2 separate regions of the Sus scrofa genome follow, and region 1 is linked to region 2. Evidence: chromatin contacts called from public HiChIP or PLAC-seq data. All regions are on one chromosome and are shown on one strand. Each heading gives the region's core, a stretch centred on a gene start, on an enhancer-like site or on the middle of the called end of the contact. The rest is flanking DNA. Distances are from core to core; before and after follow the strand shown. Region 1 holds the start of KDM2A (lysine demethylase 2A). Region 2 holds the start of TMEM134 (transmembrane protein 134).

Region 1 (3,343 bases), core at 204-2,703, 300 kb before region 2:
CTCGGCGCCGAGGGGTCGCGCTCCCCTCTCCTGACGCCTCCGACTCCCGGTCTCCAAAGCCAGAAGAGGAGGTTTGATTCAGCAACTGTTTCCTCTCTTTTCCGGGTCGCTCTGACCCTCTGGATACTGGGTTGATCCACGGAAAAAACCGAAGACGACGTTTGGGATTTAATTTCTCCTCTCAGTTTTTTGGAATCTTTTACTTCTCACTTGGACAAGAACTCACGAGCAAAATCCCCGGTGAGATTCCCCCCCCCCCTTTGGAAGTTTGGTTCGCTGTGTTATCTAAAGACTTAATGTAAAGTTTCTATTTCTTTTTCCAACGGGTGAATGAACCATTGAAACGCCTTTCCCTGGGGGAACCCGGCGAGATTTGCCATTTTTTCTCTCCGGCCCAGTCCGCTCTGAAGCCTGGGCAGTCCTCGCCCGGGGGGTGCAAACACGGTTTCCCTCCCGACTTGGGGCGAGGGCTTCCTCCAGGAGGGCTCTGCCACGAACTGCACTTGAACTGTGTCATCGGGTCCTCTGGTCTTGTTGCAGTTTTGGAAGGATGCTATTAACGTGGCCATAATATAGTTACTAAAAGGGGGGAAAAAACCCTGCTTTCCCTATGGAAGCCATTATCCCTGAGAATAATTTGAAAAAAGAAAACCTTTCTTGGTATTAGGGATCGACTGTCGCGCAAACCGGTCTGTCTTTAATTTTTGAAAAAGATGTATTTTGCTAATTTCTATAGGTAAAAGTTGTTTATTTTATTACTCTAAACAGAAAGCTCTGATAAATTTTTGTTTCTGATTGGCAACTCTCTTGCGTTTGTTTCAGAGTTGTACACATCTCGTGTTGGGGTGGAGGGTTGGTTTGGGAATGAAAAGATACGAGGAGTCTGGGAAGGAAGGCGACGATTGTGTACGGATTTACCAGAAGTGTATGGGAAATTGATTTGGAGTCTAATTCTTGTTCTCTTTTTTGTATAGTTTATCTTTTCTTTTCCTTTAGCTTCTAATAGCCAATGAGAGAGAACTCATTTGGTGTGGATCTGGGTTAGTTCAGTGGCTGCTTCACCTGATCAGCTCTCTAAGAGAGAAAAATCTTGCCCCCCCCCCTTGGCTAATGCTTCCATGAAGGGGAGTCTTGCTTATTGTAATCCTGTGGGGAGAAATAAGTGGTGTAGCCCGTCTGTGAGGAACTGAAACCAACATTTTTTGCCTATAGGCCTCAGACAATTGTAATGTGATTAATGTTGATCATGACCTGCCTGGAACCACTTGCTCCAGAGCTGAGAGGTCCCAAACTAATGAAAAGGAACTAGATTTCTCAGGAAGCCTTTAATTTACACCTAATCTTAAGTATCTCATTCTGTGAAAAGAAAGCTTGAGTTTGAGGATGAGTTCTCATCTCTGCTCATATCATTATTCTTTAGTGTTGCAATCTGGTTCCTAAGGAGGAAGAGGAAGGCAGCCCTGGAGTGGTTTCTTTCTGTAATTTCAACAGAAGAGTGAGAGATGGAACCCGAAGAAGAAAGGATTCGTTACAGCCAGAGATTGGTTAGTATTTTCTTGTCATTTTTTTTTTTTTTCCAATTTTGAGGCACAGTAACTATTTTGTTTCCAGTTGTGAACACACTGTGATTAAAACTTCTCAGGTGGCTTTTCTCTGCACCAGAGGGAGGAGGGAAGGTGTATTAATATCTCTTTTGGTTTTTAGGCCAAGTAGTTAGAGCCTTAATATTCATCCTGTTTGGAAATGGATTTGTATGTAGCCTTTAACTTCTGTAGAAACCATTGTAGATCAAAGAATTTTGTGGATTACAACATGATAAGGATTTCTAATTTTGCAATACTGACATTGTAATTAATCTAGTTGATTAATTTAGATTAGAATGTAAATTTTAGGGGCAAAACTGCTTGAGAAACGTTAGTTCTTTATAACTTTTAGATTATGGTGTGCCAAGAGTCATTGCTTTGAGCTGGGGAGTAGAACTATGGATTTTTTTTTTTTTTTTTTTTTTTTTAAACGCAGATCAACTCTTACAGGGTTGAAAGTGATTGAGAAAAGGTAGAATTCTGGATGCTGACAGAGTTGTGTATTTTGTATTTTGGGAGGGATATATGAGATAAGATATATTTCATTGAAAGAAATTTTTACTTAGTAATCATTTACTTTGTGCATAGGAATACTTTGTGCTTTGGGCCCTGCTTTCCTCTCAAGGTTTCCCTATTGGAGTTTAAGAATTTGATTTCCGTTTTTCCTAGTTAAAGAGAGCTTTATTAATATTCTCACCATATGTTCATTTCAGAAATATGAATTTATGTTTGTAGAGTGGGGAATGAAGAAAGCCACAGAATTTTATATATTATGTAAAATTGGGTGAACTGAAAGACCTGGATTACTAAAGGAATTTATGGTGGTTTTATTTGGCTCTGCATTTTAGACTGAATTTAGAGGAAAAAAGAGTGATTTGCTAACCATTTTCTGATCATCTCCGGACTATTCTTTTTTCCCCTCCTTAATGTAACTGTTAAAAAGGTATGGAGTGTATATCCAGTAGGCAATATGTTCTGGCAACCCTTGGTGTCAGAGATTTGCTTCTTGTCTGTGTGTTGAGATTATAATTCTTTATCTCCAACTTTTAGAAATAAAGTGTATCGTTAGTGGACTTTTGTACATTTAGGATTTATTTTTGCTTTGACGTTTCTTGGATTTAATTTTTCTTTGGGAAAAGAAAAGAAGATCCTGCAAAACTCTTTTCCCAGTTACTCACTGCTTCATGGAATTCGTTTTTATCATGTCAAGCTGGTAGGATTGTTGAGCTCTTTCGCATATGTCTGAGACATCTTGGGATCCAGTCTTTCAAAGCAAGTTTTCACGGTTTTTTTTAACAAGGTGGGCAGGTGGTGGTAAGGAGATCCAAGGAATCTGTGACTTTTGTCCCGGTAAGATTTTTTTTTTTAATTGTAAAATGATTGCTGCTTGTTGCACACTTTAACCTTTTCCTTATCTAGGATATTTTTTCTTTTGGTTTATGTACTTTTGTAGTACTGTAAGAGGATACATCAGATATTTTGGGAGAATCTTTCTCACTTAGAATTTTGGGCAGTGATGTTAGGGTTTAGGGTAACTAATGTCTGTTTTCCTTTCTAACATTATATGACAAAATTATATCTGAAGTGTAAATCCCTTCCGTAACATAACTTTTGATATGAGAGCATATTGGCAGTTTATTTGAATGGCAGTCTGCCTTCCAAGCTTTTAATGTCTCTGTGGCAAGAGCTCACATTACAGAATTCTCTATTGATTAAGTTAGATATTTGAGGAATTTTAAAACTAACATGAGGGCATAAAG
Region 2 (3,170 bases), core at 16-2,515:
GCTCCATCCTCATCGTTCTCCAGGTTCTATTTCAGAACACAGGGCCCAGTGGGGTTACGAGGTTCAGGCCTTTCCTCACACCCCTCTGGTGAAGAAGGAAGCCAGCCCACACAGCTGTTTGCCTGGCCGCTTGACAGCTACTCCCTCCGCCCTGCCCTCCCCAGAGAAGAACAACGGGTTTGATGATTCACAGAAACTGAAACCCTGGTAGCAGGTGGGTGCTGGGGGTTTGGCAGGGAGGAGCCCGCAGGGGCTGGTGGAGGGCTCCCAGCATGGGTCCCAGGGCCCAGTGATCTCCCAAGCTTGTGAGTCACGGTGGAGATGTCAGGATGGTATTTCAGGGGTGCAGTATGGCTGCTCTGGATGTGGGGTGCCAGGGCAGGACAAGCCAAAAGTTTCCAGATTTGTGGCACAGCAATCTGGTCCAGGTTTCCAAGAAAAGCATTCTAGAGCTGGTGGAGAGTCTCTGGGAAAACGGGCATTTCCAGTTTAGCGGGAGGCAAGGCATCCGCCAGGACTCATCATGTGAGTGGGGGCCTCGGCTCTGGAGGAGAGGAAGGCACGGGGACTTTCAGAACAGAAGAGGGGGTGCTGGCTCCCTAGATTATCTGGCCTGGGGCTCAGGGGACTGCTCCTGAGTATAGACAAGGTTTGGTTCTGGTACAGAAGAGCTTCCAGTCCTGTAGGGTAAGGGGAGGGAGCGTCAGTACCCAGGATCGGTGGGGCATCCAGGATGGGATCTCTAGCTCGGGGTGGGGTATCAGCTCCCGAATCTGAGTTCTGGGCTCTCCAGTGGTGGCCGGGCACTGAAATCATAGCTACGAAAGTTTGGGCAGGGATCTGGATCAGTGGCCACGTCCGGGAGGCGATCTCCCACTCCGGCTGAGGCCTCTAATCAGATCCTCCCGAGTTGGGATTCTCCGGGGGCCGGCCTGGGGTCCGCCCAGACCCAGGTGTGGGGTGAGGTGGGCCGGGCCCTTCACCTGGTAGCGCAGGCGGGACTGCTTGTCCTCCTCGGCCACCTCGAACCGGGCCCGGCGCTCGAAGTGCAGCGGCCCGAAGCGGGCGACTCCGCCGGACTCGGGGCCGGGGCCCGCGTCCTCCAGGGACAGTTCGAAGGCGTCATCGATGCAGAACTGGGGCCGGGCGGCGCTCATGGCCCCAGCCCGCTCAGGCGCCCAGCGCCGTCGCCATCTGCTCCCGCCGGCCCCGCGTCGCCCAGGCCCCGCCCCCGCGCGCAGACCCCGCCCCGTGCTGTCGTCTAGGTTGCCCGACGGTCCGGCGCCCTGGCCGAGGCCCCGCCCTTCCATAACGGCCCCGCCCTCGGCAGGCTAGAGCTGCCGAGCGCCGAGCTGACTAGTGCGCAGGGCTGCCTCTCGTCCGGACTGGACTCGAGCTGGACTCGCGGCGCCGCCCAGCGGCCGCCTAGGCGAGCGACCGAGGATACGGCTCGGACGCAATCCTGGGCCTGTACGCGGGGCTTGGATGGGCTGCTACGCTCCAGCCTTCCGCATCCCAGCTCGCTCCTCGAGTGCCAAGGCGACTCTTAGGAACGGTTCCCCCACACTTACTCACCATGGCCCTGCTCCGGGGATGATTCTCGCCGCCGTACAGATGTAGCTTGTACTCTCCTCCAATATAGTTTCCACGCAGCAGCAGCTAAAGTGCTCTTTTAGACATAATGGATCCTTAGTTAGTCTTAAATAAAACTTTTTTTTTTTATTTTTTAAAGCATGCTGCCAAGTCACTCCTCTGCATAAAACCATCCCTTGGTTTTTCACTGTGGTTAGAATAGTATCTGAACTCTTGGAGGTCCCATTGTGGCACAGAGGAAAGGAAGCCGACTAGGAACCATGAGGTTGAAGTTCGCTCCCTGGCATCGCTCAGTGGTTTAAGGATCCAGTGTTGCCGTGATCTGTGGTGTAGGTTGCAGACGCAGGTTGGATCTGGTGTGGCTGTGACTGTGGCATAGGCTAGCAGTTACAGCTCAGATTCGACCCCTAGCCTGGGAACCTCCATATACCCTGGGTGTGGCCCTAAAAAGCAAAAATAAAGTCAGTTTCACGGAGTTCCCTTTGTGGTTCAGCAGTTAAACGGACTAGTAGCCATGAGGACTCAGGTTCAATCCCTGGCCTCACTTAGTGGGTTAAGGACCTGGTGAGCTGTGGTGTAGCTCGCATATGTGACTGGGACTGGTGTGGCTGTGGCTGTGGCTGTGGCCGGCAGCTACAGCTCCAGTTTGACCCCTAGCTTGGGAACTTCCACATGCTGTGGGTACAACCCTAAAAAGACAAAAAAGTAAATAAAGTCAACTTCATATCACACAGCACTTACCAGAAATTTATTTTATTTTTGTTTTTAGGGCTGTACCTGTGGCATATGGAAGTTCCCAGGCTAGGAGTGGAATCAGAGCCGCAGCTGCCAGGCTATACCACGGCCACAGCAACGCTGAATCCAGCTGCATCTGTGACCTACACCATAGGTTGCAGCAATACTGGGTCCCTAACCCACTGAGGCAGGCCAGGGATATAACCCATATTCTCATGGATACTAGTCGGGTTCTTAACCTACTGAACCACAACGGGAACTCCAAAATTAGCTGATTTTACACTGTCTTATTACTGGATCTGCCACACTCAGAACAGTTATTTGGCACTAGTAGATCTTCAGTGGATATTTGCGGAAGACTGTGTGCTTTGCCCAACTCCCAAATGCATGCAAGTGGTAGAACTGGGATTTGAACCCAGGTCCACCAAGCTCTGGGGCACTCATCCTTCTCCACCCACCCACCCCACTTCATCTTATGGCCTCACGTACAGAGTTGGGTCAGTCCTGCCTCTCAGTTTGCGAACATCATCGCAAGATCCCTCGAGTTATGTCCATTCACTTTCCCTCCTCTCCTCCACTGCCCTCTCCCTGCTCCTTTCCATCGGACCCCAGATCTGTGTGCTCAGCCGGCTTCCTTGGAGGCTGCCTGGCCCTCTGTTCTGCATGGCGCTCACCAGCTCCCATGTGGATGTGCTTGCAGTTTACAAACATGGCACCGTGCATAAAACTCATTCTGTTTGCATTTCTACATTTTTACACTCAACACTAATATTTTCCACATGCATCTCATTTCTGCTTCTCCTAGCTGCACGTGGCATTCCGTGTTGAGCGTCTCACTTTTA

What was found. HiChIP or PLAC-seq counts read pairs in DNA pulled down with a chosen protein or histone mark.
Region 1: a contact with region 2 is called in an H3K27ac HiChIP or PLAC-seq map of alveolar macrophages. The contact joins the promoter of KDM2A here to the promoter of TMEM134 in region 2. A contact is called at or near these places in 1 of 5 promoter capture datasets (fetal liver), 2 of 47 Hi-C or Micro-C datasets (alveolar macrophages and embryonic fibroblasts) and 1 of 2 datasets of contacts at active chromatin or transcription factors (alveolar macrophages).

The regions. Positions count from the first base shown.
Region 1 is chr2:5,353,683-5,357,025 of Sscrofa11.1, reverse strand. KDM2A (lysine demethylase 2A) reads left to right here and starts at 1,453. Exons shown (of 20, transcript NM_001160090.1): 1 at 1,453-1,544. The coding sequence starts at 1,503.
Region 2 is chr2:5,055,348-5,058,517 of Sscrofa11.1, reverse strand. TMEM134 (transmembrane protein 134) reads right to left here and starts at 1,265. Exons shown (of 7, transcript XM_021082746.1): 1 at 984-1,265; 2 at 1-26. The coding sequence starts at 1,157.